Regions from separate parts of the Ovis aries genome. Here region 2 is linked to region 1. Evidence: chromatin contacts called from public Hi-C data. All regions are on one chromosome and are shown on one strand. Each heading gives the region's core, a stretch centred on a gene start, on an enhancer-like site or on the middle of the called end of the contact. The rest is flanking DNA. Distances are from core to core; before and after follow the strand shown. Region 1 overlaps LOC101111962 (zinc finger protein 474). Region 2 holds the start of LOX (lysyl oxidase).

The links. Hi-C and Micro-C count contacts between places; a contact is called where the count stands out from the background.
Region 2: a contact with region 1 is called in a Hi-C map of tail adipose tissue, with 2.8 times the contacts expected there. The contact joins the promoter of LOX here to the enhancer-like site in region 1.

Annotation. Positions count from the first base shown.
Region 1 is chr5:29,374,157-29,380,610 of ARS-UI_Ramb_v3.0, reverse strand. LOC101111962 (zinc finger protein 474) reads left to right here. Exons shown (of 4, transcript XM_004008680.6): 2 at 1,288-2,529. The coding sequence starts at 1,501. Among named protein-coding and RNA genes, the nearest start is that of LOX, 92 kb to the left of the region's middle. Within about 2 kb of position 4,205, at least 5 of the 54 cell types and tissues checked have an H3K27ac peak or open chromatin away from gene starts, as enhancers often do. A contact at or near this core is called in tail adipose tissue, where this site is marked.
Region 2 is chr5:29,465,616-29,472,069 of ARS-UI_Ramb_v3.0, reverse strand. It overlaps LOX (lysyl oxidase), which reads right to left and starts at 2,510. Exons shown (of 7, transcript XM_027969995.2): 1 at 1,587-2,510; 2 at 1,129-1,237; 3 at 1-59. The coding sequence starts at 2,220.

The sequences.
Region 1 (6,454 bases), core at 2,956-5,455:
GTGCCTGAACAGTGTTCTGATATAACCAGCACAGCTGTCCTTGGTGTGCTTGAACTCAAGTGCCTGCCAATGGCTGTAGGATCTAGCCTCAGATCAGGTGCCGCTCCCTCTGTGAATGGGAGCCAATGCTAAAGAACCCCTAATCCAGAGTGAGGTCATCCTTCAGGAAATGAAGAAGGTCCTAAGACTTTTGAAGATAATCTTTCTTGAACTAGGTTGTAGACCGGGATAAAACTGACTCATGCCTTTCCCCAAGGTAAAAACTCCTTTGGCTTCTGACTGTAATGAGATCTTATCAGTCCTTTCTTCTAGTTTAGGAAAATTGTTGGCCATGTTTTTATTTTAAAAAAAGATAGTGTGACAGGTAGACTGATGTCTATAAGAAGATATATCTGTATAAAACAAGAACATAAATACAACATCTGTTAAAGAAACATCAACTGAAGTCTGAGCATCTTCATCCCAGGGAAGCTGTACAGATAGACCACCAGGAAGAATAGAGCCCAAGGTTGCATTCTTGGCTTAACAATTACAGCCATAATTTATTAATACTCCAGTCCCATAATAAAGAAGCGTGGATACCTGGTAGGTTATAAGAAGCTTAACTCACTCTGAAGGCTTCCTGATAATCTACCTGTTCAAGCTTTAATTACTTCTGCTGGTTCTTAACCTTAGGCTCATGGACACTCAAAAAGTCTGGCCTGTGACTATAGTTCAAGTAAAAGAGAAATCACAACTAAAAATATTTGATAAATTATTTCAATAAAATTAGTTTCACTTGTACTAGTAAGAATTTTATATTTTTCTTTAAAAATTATTATTCTGGGAAGAGGTCCATAGGCTTCAAAGAACTGACAAAGGGATCCATGGCACTAAAAAGAATCCCTAAGGTAATGGAAGGTCTTTTGTACTTGATCCGCAGTTTCATTAATCTAGTTTTCAGAAGCCTCGGTTCTCTGCTGCATGACCTCACCACCATGCTTCTTGGTTCATACCATATGTGTTGAGATGTGCAGTAATTGTCCATCTTCCTTTGCAGTATCGAATGAACACTGCCTTTGTTTGATGCGGTAACAGTGCAGTTCATAACAGAAATGTTTTTCATATTTATTCGAACATTTACTGAACAAATCCTATGTGCAGTTATTATGATAGCTGAAGAGGATGCTCAGTCAAAAAAATCACCGTTCTTTATCAACTTAAAATATGTGTGTGTGTGTTCACGTGAATGTGTGTGTATGAATGTGTGTGTATGCAATAACTTCTTGATTTATATTTCCCCTGCAGATCTTGGAGCCATCTGAGGTTTTATGGGGACTTTCCAGCATTCCAGACTGCTGCCCTGCAATGAAGCTCTGAGTCACAGTCTTTGGGTCTAAGGTACTGGCTACGATGTGGAACCCCAAGACAGCCAACCTGACTAACCTTCACTCTAAGCAGAAGCCCAAAATGCGTCTGGCCTGAAATCAGAGCAAGCCTTAGAGAAAGCCTTCTTTGTTAATGGAAAAAGAAGAGGAGAAAAGGGTTTCCACATTGCAACAGTCTTTCCACCATTCCAAAGAGCCCACCTTTCTTATAAACCAAGCTGTTCTATTTGGTGAGTCCCATTCTAGCTTCTTGCCAGAAATAGAACGTGACAGTCAGGGTGAAAAAATAAAGACAAACCCTCGGAAAAACAGACCTGGAACTGTAATTCTCTCAAAGCAGTCCAGTAGGAGGATTATGTCTGAAAGCCAGCCCAGGCCCCCCGTGATCCCATCCCGCAGACCCAGGTTCCGGGTGTGCTATATATGTGGCCGAGAATTTGGGTCCCAATCCCTTGGCATTCATGAACCCCAGTGCCTGGAGAAGTGGCGTGTTGAAAACAGCAAGTTGCCCAAGCACCTGAGGAGGCCAGAACCTTCCAAACCACCTCCTCTCAACGGAAGTGGGTCCTACAGTCTTCAGGCAGTGAATGAGGCAGCCTTCCAGAGTTCCCAGGCTCAGCTGCTGCCATGTGAGTTCTGCAGCCGCACATTCTTGCCAGACCGGCTTCTTGTTCATCAGAGAAGCTGCAAGCAGAAGGTTGAGGGGCCCAGGGCACCAAGCCTGGACAGATCTGATGATCTTGCCGGTCTCAAAGCTTCCAGTGGCATCACAACCCGACCAAGGACTGTCATCTGCTACATCTGTGGGAGGGAATTTGGTACCCTGTCCCTTCCTATCCATGAGCCCAAATGCCTGGAAAAGTGGAAAGTAGAAAATGACCGACTCCCCAGGGAGTTCCGCCAGCCACTCCCACAGAAGCCTCAGCCCCTTCTCACTGGACAGCCCAACCACACAAGGCCACGTCAAGGCCAGCTCGTGTCCTGCCCAAACTGTAGTCAGACCTTTGCCCCTGACCGCCTTCCAGTACACAAGAGAAGTTGTAAAGGTCAACCTAGTGGGCCAAAAGCTCAGGATCTGACATTAGGGAGTAGAGGTGGCCTGAAAGAGTCCACTAATTCCAAGTCTCAGAGGAACCCGGCAGCACCCCCTGTGACTGATAAGGTAATTTGTGCCACATGATATGCATCGGGTAGGCCTGGGGGTACATTCTACCTCCAGGGGAATGAGAGAAAAATGCCCCTGGAATCAGCTCCCTCATCCCCTAGGGTGGTTTTCCTTCAGTGCCCATTTCTGCCTCAGTGAAACCTAAGTTGACCCCCTATTGGACTCCGGGGCTATACCTCCATTGGCACAGCAGATATAAAAACATCCTTGCCCAGTGGGTCCCTGGTCCTCTTTCATTCTGCTGCCTAAAAGAGAGATGGACTTCTTTCTTCTCTGAATCCCTCATACCAATAATCCTTGGGAGAGACTGGCATTTGAAAATGAGTCAGTAATGCTGTGTCTACATTACAGAGATATCATTCCCATTCCAACTGCCAATATTTATTACTGGTTTATTTTAGTAGTCTACCTTAGGAATTCACTTTTGGCAACACTGGGTGATGGTGAGTTTATCGTTCTAAAATAGAATCTGTGTCAAAAACCCCAGATGACTTTAGCAGTAATTAAACACCGGAGCACTTGCAGAACTGAACATGCTCTACAGTGCAGCATGCTTTCTTTTAATGCTTACATGGCTATAGTCTATGGGGAAGTAACTCCTACTCAAACCGAGAGTCAACTAGGTGTGTTCATGGATCTGGGAAATACTCAGTTCCTGCTGCTGCTCTGGACCCCATGTTTGGGTCAGACACCAGGCTGTGACCCCTGATTTGGGCAGTTGTAAATAAGCATGACCCTAGGGGTCCCCAGCCTATATAGTGAAGTGTCACTGGGTCTTGACCTGAAATTTCATCATCAACCAGGATTGGGGAAGTTTGCTTTTGAGGATGGCTACCTGCAAGATAAGGGGAGGTCCATGTGCTCCATTCTGCCATGAAGCAAGGGAAGTGGCTGTCTTGCCACGTGTCACACTTTACAGAACATCAAATCATGAGAAATAGGAGGCTGTCAAGGTCTTTTCTCTATGACTTGCTGCTTGAAAGGCCCCACCTGTAGGGGTTCTTTAAGTGAACTATTTTCAGGAAACTAAGGTAACCCAAGCTATTGTAAACAGTTAAACCAGACTGATTGGGGGGTGGGAAGACATCCTTTATTTTTAATCCAGTTGTTCTTCATTACTTTTTTATTTTTTTATTGTATTACTTGGGCAAATGTCAGGTACTTTTTCCAAACTTCCATGTTTAAAATGAAATGATCTTTCACTTGCTGGCTTGGAAGATTCCAAAACAATGATCCTAAAGCCGAAGAGTCAGACTAATGGGCATATTTTCCGATGAACTTGAAGAAAGAACAGATAGTTTCTTTGCCGAATGAAAACCCAAACTCGTAAGTGTGGCATGGGCTTCAGGCTGGTCTCATAAACACGAACTGTTTTTCTCATCTTTTGGCTGTTGCTTTTCTTCCAAAACGTGTGGGGTCTGGATTCAGCAAGCAAAAGAATCCATGTCTTAGAGCCACAAATCAAGAGCTCCGGTTAGTGTTCTGACATTCAGCACTGTTTCCTGATTGTATGCATTTTCTTTAAATGTCCTCATTACAGAACTTGAGACAGGGATGAGCGTGGTCAGAATGCTCATGCTTGTTGTTGTAACACAGACTCTGTGCTCCCCAGAGTGGAGCCAGCAGGCTGAGCATAGCATGTTCTCACTCAGTCACAACTGCTAAAAGAGGCTGGCCTGGGCCCCCAGCTCCACAGGAGGACACCTCCTGACTCACTGAGTCATCTGGAGAGGAGACTGTCAGGACAGGAGGCCAGTGATGGCTGTCAGTGACTTTCACGTTTAGATCAGAGGGAGTCCGTCAAAACAAGGGCATCAGGAGGACACGACAGCTATGTCAGAGCACAGCCAACTCTGCTCCTAACCTGCAAGGCACATGTCAGTGAGAAACTGGCACCCACCACCGTCAGATGTGCCTTGGCCTGTTTGGGGACCACACAGGCTTTAGTGGAGGGCATAGTAAGGTCATCCAACCTAGGGTCCCTTCAGCTGCCAGATCTGGAGCAAGCTAGGGTTCATTAAAATGGAGAAAACTCCTAGGCTTCCAAGAGGAATAAGACCTCTTGAACCAACAGACTTTATTCCTTCCCTTGAAAAGACATTTGCCACTGCGTTGCACTTTCAGCAGAAAGCCTCTCCTGGGGAATGTAGTTTTCTGTTGTGGTTGTTATTGGACTCTGTTATTGCTGTTTTTCTTTTCTTTGTATTATGTAAGATTTAGATAGTGCAGTGAATCGTTCATTTCCATAAAGAAAACGCCCTGTGCATTATTGGATTTCAGAATTTCATCTGCCTGTGGCGGCCGACTTTTGGCTGACTGTGAGACACACGCGTGGTTTTTTCAGTTCAGATGTTTGCTTCCTTTTTCCTTATGCCAGTTAGAACAATTTCCCCCTAGAATCCTTGATCTGAATTCATGTTAGAATCAGCGATCTTGCCCAGTGTTTTCGGGGGGCTCAATCTCATAGTGAACTCAGGTAAGAAAAACATTTTCAGAATTATGACCACAGAACTTGGAAATAGTTCCCTGCAGTTGGGCAACAATGACTGTTTCGCTGGCAGAGTGAGTTACCCTCCGCTCAGAGTGTTCCTCCTGCGTAGACTGGCTCGGTTCTCTGATGACAAATGCTCCTGTTACCCTTCAGTCAAATCTAAACAAAGAAAACGCTGAGATCCCTAAGACAAACCCCCCAACCCAAGTCATCAATGTGCATTCTGCGCCAGCTCTGCTTTGCCTCTCACCACGGAATGGGTTTGAACTTGTCCCATTGCTTGTCATCCAAAATCTAAGACTGAATTCACTCTCTCTGATTTCACAGTGACATTGTGAGAGACACCGTGCAGTATGAAAGAGGAATGACATCCACAAAGCGGACTTTCATTTAAAAGGGTTTGCTCTGCTGTTATGTGGTATCAGAGCAGCATCGCACTCCCCCTTTTCCCTCTAGAAGAAGGAAAGCCTGAGCAAGCAATATCCAGTTTAGCAAGATTTTAAAAGTCATGTTACTTGCAGATGAAATTAGATGCATAATGTGGGAAACTAGAGATTATCAGTTTAAAGTTTAATTTGGAGCTTAATGTGATCCTTTGATTTCTATTTTAGCAAGCAGTGTCCTAAGTGGTGCTGGAAGTGCGAGAATGGAGAATATTGACCCCTATTTTAATATGAGTGAACACATTTTAATATTTGTCTTTAATATTTGGGGAAAAGTTTGCCCTTTTCCATAAGCTGATAGTGTTTCAGTCTTTGACTTAAGGCCTTTCTGGCTAACTGAAGCACAGATTGACAGTTAATTAAATATAACTACAAACCAGAATGAAGGCTTTGTTTAACTACCTTTTATTAGTTACATAACGCTTGGGGTTATTTTCTTAGTATTTTGATGATAACATGTGAAACACTGTTTCTAAAAATCTGATACTATGTTATAAAATAGGCATTCTTTTTCTTCAGGGAAATCTGTCTTTTTCTTTTTTTAACAAAGGTTTGTGTCTCTGAATGTAGTTTTAAGCTGTCCTTAGCATCCTAGAGGGCTGAGCTACAATCCCATCAGACACATCTCTAGCATCTGCTGCTGCCATCTGGTGTTTTCTTTTAGAGTAATGCCTTCTACACTCAAAAATATTATTTACTGCCTTTCTCTTTGTGTTACCGCCAAATATATTTGAGAATGTGCCCTTATAATACAAATTCCATTTATTTAGGACTACCGTTATGTCTTTGGTTTAATATCATCAGTGCTGTTCCATCGCTAAGTATCTCATTCTCCAAAGGCAAACCTCTTAGTTAGAAAGTGACAATCAGAGACTCAGAAAGACTCAGAAGGGCAGAGTGGATGGGTTCACGTCTTGGAACACTGTTAAGGTGTGTGTGTGTGTGTGTGTGTGTGTGTGTGTGTGTGTGTGTGGGTATGAAGTAAAAA
Region 2 (6,454 bases), core at 1,261-3,760, 93 kb before region 1:
GGGGAAATCTTAGCAGCACCCTGTGATCATAATCTCTGACATCTGCCCTGTATGCTGAGCTGTGATTTTATAAAGAGAAACATTATGATTTTCACAGAATACAAACTAAACTAATATAACTACAAGCAAAACCTTCCAAGATTTCACTGCCCTTTTCTCCCAACGAGGTTATCAGTTCCAAAAGACTAGAGCATTTTACATACATTTTTTCCTCACCCAGTTAAAGAAGATGTAAATTGGGGAAATAACCCTGAAAGAGTATACCCAGATAAGATAAATAATTTAGTAACTTTAAAACAATGGCACTACTGTAAGACTACCATAGGGAATGCAATGGTGTGTGATGCAAGACTCTAGTGGAATGGAAATGATGAGCTTGGATTTCTTCTCTTCTTTTAGCCTGACAGTTATAAAGGAAGTGAAAGAAATTGACACAATAAATAAACATTTCTGTCTTGTAAAATATTTTGTGTGAATATATATTCAAATTCTATTGATAACCTTATTTTACATTTAAAGAAATTGTGTGTCTTATCAAAACATCTTTTACTCCCTCTGCTGGTTTCCCAGCAGCAAACTCAGGGAATTTCATTCCCCAAACTGCTAAGATTTTATTTTAGTACTAATGCAAAAGCAAAGCTCTTGCTCCTGATCTTATTCTGGCTAAAGTAATGCCAAAACAACTAAGTTAATTGTGACTTCAAACAAAAGAAGAAAACAACGACATCCAACTGATGGGTGACACACTGGCCAAGTGGCCCCCGATGTTTTGAGGGGGTTTTAACAAGCTCTTCCATTACAGTATTTTTTCCACGGTATAGTAGTTTAATAGAACGTCATTGGAAACAGTTGGCTCCAAAGTTTAAGGATCTTGGAAAAAGAATCAGAGACCTCCACTCTCCAGGCTAAGGGTTTGCTTAATCTCCCTGATTTATGCCACGGTTTGAAAGTCAGAACCGACAGAAATCTTCCATATTTTAATTTTCCACCCAGGTCAGCATGCCCGAAAGATCACGTTCCACTTCCTAACCCTTGTCTGCACAGAACAAGAGTGGTCAGGATCAAGCACCTGAGGAGCCCCCTGGAACCAAGACGGGGGAGCTAGGCCGAGGAGATCCCAGTTGGTACCTGGCCAAGCAGTTTTCCTCCGCAGCGCATCTCAGGTTGTACATGGCCATCTTTTGCACGTATGTGGAAGCCTGGATGTAGTAGGGATCGGGCACCAGGTCCGGAAGACCTAAACGTCAGCAGGGGATGGGCAAAGCAGTGAGACAATTTAGCGGCCCCCACCCTGGCTCCGGTCCCTCCAAGTGCCTTACTCCTCACCCTTAAGTCAACTGGGCTGCGGTGTTGGGCTGCGGGTAGCAGAAGAATGGGGACGCCCGGGGCTGCAAAGTAAAGTGGAAACGAAGCAGGAGGGGCCAGGGCGCGCGGTTTGCACCAAATTCCAGGGCTGCCTCGGCTGGCGCAGGGGGAGGGATGGGATCTGCACGGACCAAGGCCTGCCGCGCCCAGGCAGCCACGTCGGGGAGACGCGGAGCTGGGGTGACGGTGCGCGGGGGTTAGCGGAGGCTGGGGGTGCTTACCATACTGGAAGTAGCCGGTGCCGTATCCGGGCCGGTACCTGCTCCCAGGCCTGGGCCTTTCGTACGTGTCGTAATAGTTGTAATAGGGGTTGTCGTCGGTGTACTTATAGGGGTTGTACGGGTCGTCGCCCACCATGCCGTCCACGTCCACGCGGTTAGGCGGTCGCAGGTTACTGAGCGTCGGGACCTCTCCCGGTGCCGTCTGGTTATCAGCGCGCGAGGTCCCAGCCTCGTGGGCCCCAGACGTCGAGTAGCCAGCTTGGAACCAGTGGCGGGCGACGGGCCTGGGGCGGCCGGCTGCGGCTGCAGAGGGGCCGGCCGTCCGCACTCGCGCCGCCGCGGTGCGGTTGTTGCGGAGCAGCAGGATTGGTGTGCGCATCTGCGGGGCGGTGGCGTTGGCGGCCCCCGGGGCGGTGGCGCCAGGGTCCCGTCGCCGTTGCGGCTGGTACTGCGAGCCCAGGCTCAGCAGGCTGAACACCTGCCCGTTGTTCTCCCATTGGATCTTCTGGCGCCAGGCGCCGGGAGCCGCCGCCTGTTCGCGAGGGGGCTGCCGGTGGCTGGCGGCCGGCGGGGCGCAGCGCACGAGTGCGCAGAGCTGCAGCGACCCGAGGAGTGCGGTCCAGGCGAAGCGCATTGCTCCCTTTCCTGGACTGTCCCCACTCCGGGAAGACGTAGCTCGGAGGGGGGGAAAAAAAAAAAAAAAACGGGGCTCAAGTCACGTGAGGGAGGGAGAACTCTTCAACCGAGGAGGCGGGCTGGGCGCCCGGGTATCTCAGTCCCTACCAAGCAATGCCTAGGGTGGGCTGCAGACCCTCTGCCGTAAAGGCGGCTGGTGAGACGTGGCACTCTCCTCTCTTCTCTTTCTCAGTCCTTCAGGAAGGCGACGGGGAGCGGCGTGGCGGCCCCGGCGAACGGGCAGTGTCTGGAGTGAAGGAAGGAGGAGAGATTTTTAAACTTTCTGGCACATTTGCAAAGTTACACAAGCCGTTCTGGCCCGGCCGCCCCTCTGCTATTTGTTCACGTAATGTGATTGGAAACGTGCAAGGCGGACAGCTCCTCGCCGCTGCCCCTCCCTCCCTTCCCCTCCCCTACCCAGCTTGTCCTCCTCCCCCCAGACACGTTGCACAGGGAGCGTTAAGGGGAAAGAACAAAACGGAACACACATCCTGAGACACACTCGGCTTAATCTGGGGCGAACATGCAGGAATTTCAAAAGACTCAGACAGGCAAAGGCAGCCAGGCCGTGGGGCGACGCCAAAATATGCATGAAGAAAAATGCTATTAGGTCACCAGCCCTGGAGAGGCGGGAAGTTGGGAGGTGGAGAGGGTGCTGGGGGCGAGAGTCGGGAAAGGGGGGATGGGGTGGGCGGAGGAAAGGTTGTGACTAATTTATCCATAAGGAGTTAACCAGACACATTTCCCAATGCACACCCCTTGCTTTTATGGGAAGCGCCTTCAGCAAATAAACCCCAAGATATCAAATTTTGTTTTTCTGTGTGTAGGTAATATGAGAAATGGATTACAAATTTATTTCCTACAGTGAATATTTTAATAACCAAAAGTAAAATTTTACAGGGAGCAAAGCCAGCTAACACTGAAGTGATGAATAAACCTGTCTCTTTCAAAATGCCGGCCTGATTTGTACTTTGGAAGTGAAGAACCATCTTTCATTTCCACAGTGTTTCTCAGGAAGTTTCAGCAAAGGGGACTAGAGCAAATTCTGCCTCAGAGAGCACTCAGAAGGCAATTTCAAATAAGCATTTCATCTGCTTCTTTCTCTTTGTATGTCTAATAAGGAGGTTTGAATCAAAAAAAAAAAAAAAAAAAGCTTAACCATTTGTTAAATGTTGAAAAGTCAGTGAAGAATCCTGTGGTGTTTAATTGATCTTCCAAACTAAACAAAGTGGTTGCTGAAGAAACAGTCTTGGGCTTCAGATTTGGGTGAAGACAAAGGAATGAGGGTGGCCAGGGGAGAATTAGTAGGAGGATGTGAGGAGGAGGTAGGTAACACTGACTGGAAAGAGATGTTTAGTGGACCAGTGGCTCATATGCCACTCAGGGTTTGGGCATTGCTGGAAGCATTTCAAAGGAAAAATCAAAATTAACGGCTTGATTTAAACTAGACTTGGAACCAGGTTTTATTAACCTTTTTGCTGGTTTCATCATTATTTGGGCCATTGTCAAGGTATACTTCAATATTCACCTATCACTCTTGGTCTCTACCTCTTGATGTTTAACCACCACATTTTGGTTGTGTCGTGAACCTCTGCTGATTTGACTTCCCAACATCCACTTCACTTTTTTTCTGGTTAGAACAACTGTGTTTTCCTTTTAGAAACTTCGCGTACCCAGTTGCATTGATGATACCAGTGCAGAACTTCAAGTTCACCAGGTCAAGCAATGGACATGAGATTCAAGCTTGGCTCATCAAACCATCACTGTAGAATTCACCTCTTGAGCAGAAGTACACAAAGGTCAGAAATGTTGGAGCCCACTCTTCCTGCTAGTAAAGAAAGTTCCTGTGAGTTCTTGCTACCCAGATTCCCCTTAAGCTGTTTTAGGCCAGAATCTTCAAAGACCCGATTCTTCAGCTTTTCCTTTTATTTTTCCACTGCATTCCTTTGTGGCTGAGTGTGGTCAGTCAGTTCCTATTGTTTTCTACCCAAGAGCCCTGACTGACACGAAGGCGAAGGTAGGATGGTTCTCTTAGCTAATCAGATCTAGTGATTCTGAATCCAAGGTGATTGATTTGACTGTTACTCAGTCAAGCTAGATTTGCTATAACCCTGACCACACACCATCCTTGATCACAAACAGGTGTCAGGTGAAAACTTTCTGATATTGCCAAATGTCTTACTTATATGATGAAGATAAAAGTTCAAGGGCAAATCCCATGGATGGCAGGTCAGCCATGCTATCCCTCTGTATGAAGTTTAGAGGCATCTCTGTCTATCATTTTATGAACTTACTGCAAAACTTAAAACTATTCAATTCCCCAAACCCACTAAGAGAAGGAATAAAAAGAAGAAACAGGTGTATATAATTTGGATGGACAGGCCAAATTATAGGAGAAGCAGGAAGGGAGAGAGTGTAATTATCTGTCATCAGAAGAATGCTCTGTATTCACCCAGGACGAGCTCATTCCCCAGGAAAGAAGCCCACAACCACGAGGGTTTGACCACACAGTGCTGAGGGAAGAACTCTGCCGTAGAGTTCAGACTGTCAGAGTGGCAGACCAGAGTGGCCCTTAATGGAAGGGTAGGAATTTTTTCCTGAATCTTGGATAAAATACTCTAGCTTCCAATCCTGGTATTTACATAAAAAGCTGTGTATCTTTGGACAGCTGACTTACTTTTCCTGACTTAGTTATATGCAGGATTCAAGGATTAACCCAAATCCTTTCTAAAGCGTTTTCCCTCTTTTAAAACCACTGACTTTTGTGAATATACAATTCCATTTACTTTCACATCACTGGAATTTTCTGGTCACAACAACTGTATTTTCCTTTTGGAAACTTCCTCTACCCAGTTGCACAGTGGGGCTGACTGAGCTTTGTTGAAACTTCCCCCGCTTCAAGCGGTGGGGGAAGAAAACAAGCTAAACATATCATTCATCAGCTCTTTCATTCACTATAGTTTTTCTTTATGATTATTAATATTTAATTGAATAACTCCTTTCGTTGGACTTTGCAGCTTTAGATGTTTTCAATGTGTGAGATGGCCATTTTCCGTTTTTACATATTTCCCACCAGAAGTTGAATATACATTTGATTTACAAATTTCTTGAATCTTGTGATACTGTGAAGTGTAGTATACTGTAATGGTGATTTGCACACATGAGCTCTCAATGAATGTCAGTTGGTTAACTCATTATCAAAATTTATGGCTGAATGAAGTTCACTTTTTTAATCAAATTTACTCCAACTGACTTAAAAAACTGTCAGAATAAAGCAACTAGAATAGCAATGTATACACTTTATTTTCTTGTAAACACACATGACACTGCCTTGGTGGGGGTGGGGGGGGGGGAAACCTTTTGTTATACTTCCTAATGAATGCTTAGTTGATTTTCTTTCTCTTCTACTTTCTCTAAACTCTCTGCCTTATGACTCAGCCAGCTGAGAACAAACATGTGGCTTGCACATTGAGGAAGATTGAAAGTATTTGCAAATGCTACAAGACACAGTCTAGCCACACATTGTGCCTTCTGTTCAGTGACAAAACTATTATTCACAAAATTGGAGAAACAACAGTTCCTTCTACTCATCACTGAAAGAATCAGTAACAACTGTAGCTACATCAAGATACCTTTACTTTTAGCTTTAGTAAGATCTGTAACTGATTCCACTTTGACCCTAAGACCTTCTTTTGTGAACAGTTCTGCAGTATGTAGCATAAGAGGAAGAGAGATGGAATAATGCTATTTTTCAAGGGTCCATCAATAGAATATCAATGTCAAAAATTTAAACTGCAATGTCTGCCCCATTAAGAACTGAACATTGTTATAAAGCTGTGTTCTGATATTTGTAAACTGTATTCACATATGTGGGATGTGCTTAGTCGTTCTGTCATGTCCGACTCTTTGCCACCCCATGGACTGCACCCCACCAGGCAGGCTCCTCTGTCCATGGGGATTCTCCAGGCAAGAATACTGGAGTCGGTTGCCATGCCCTCCTACAGGGGATCTTCCCAACCCAGGGACTGAACCCAGGTCTCCTGTACTGCAGGCAGATGCCTACCATCTGAGCCACCAGGGAAGCCCTATGTATGGGAGAATTCATATAAATGGAAAGTCGAGTCATGTGGAAAACCAGAATACTTAGGCCTTAGTCAAAGGACCCTGAGTAGCGTATAGAGTTGAGCATTCTT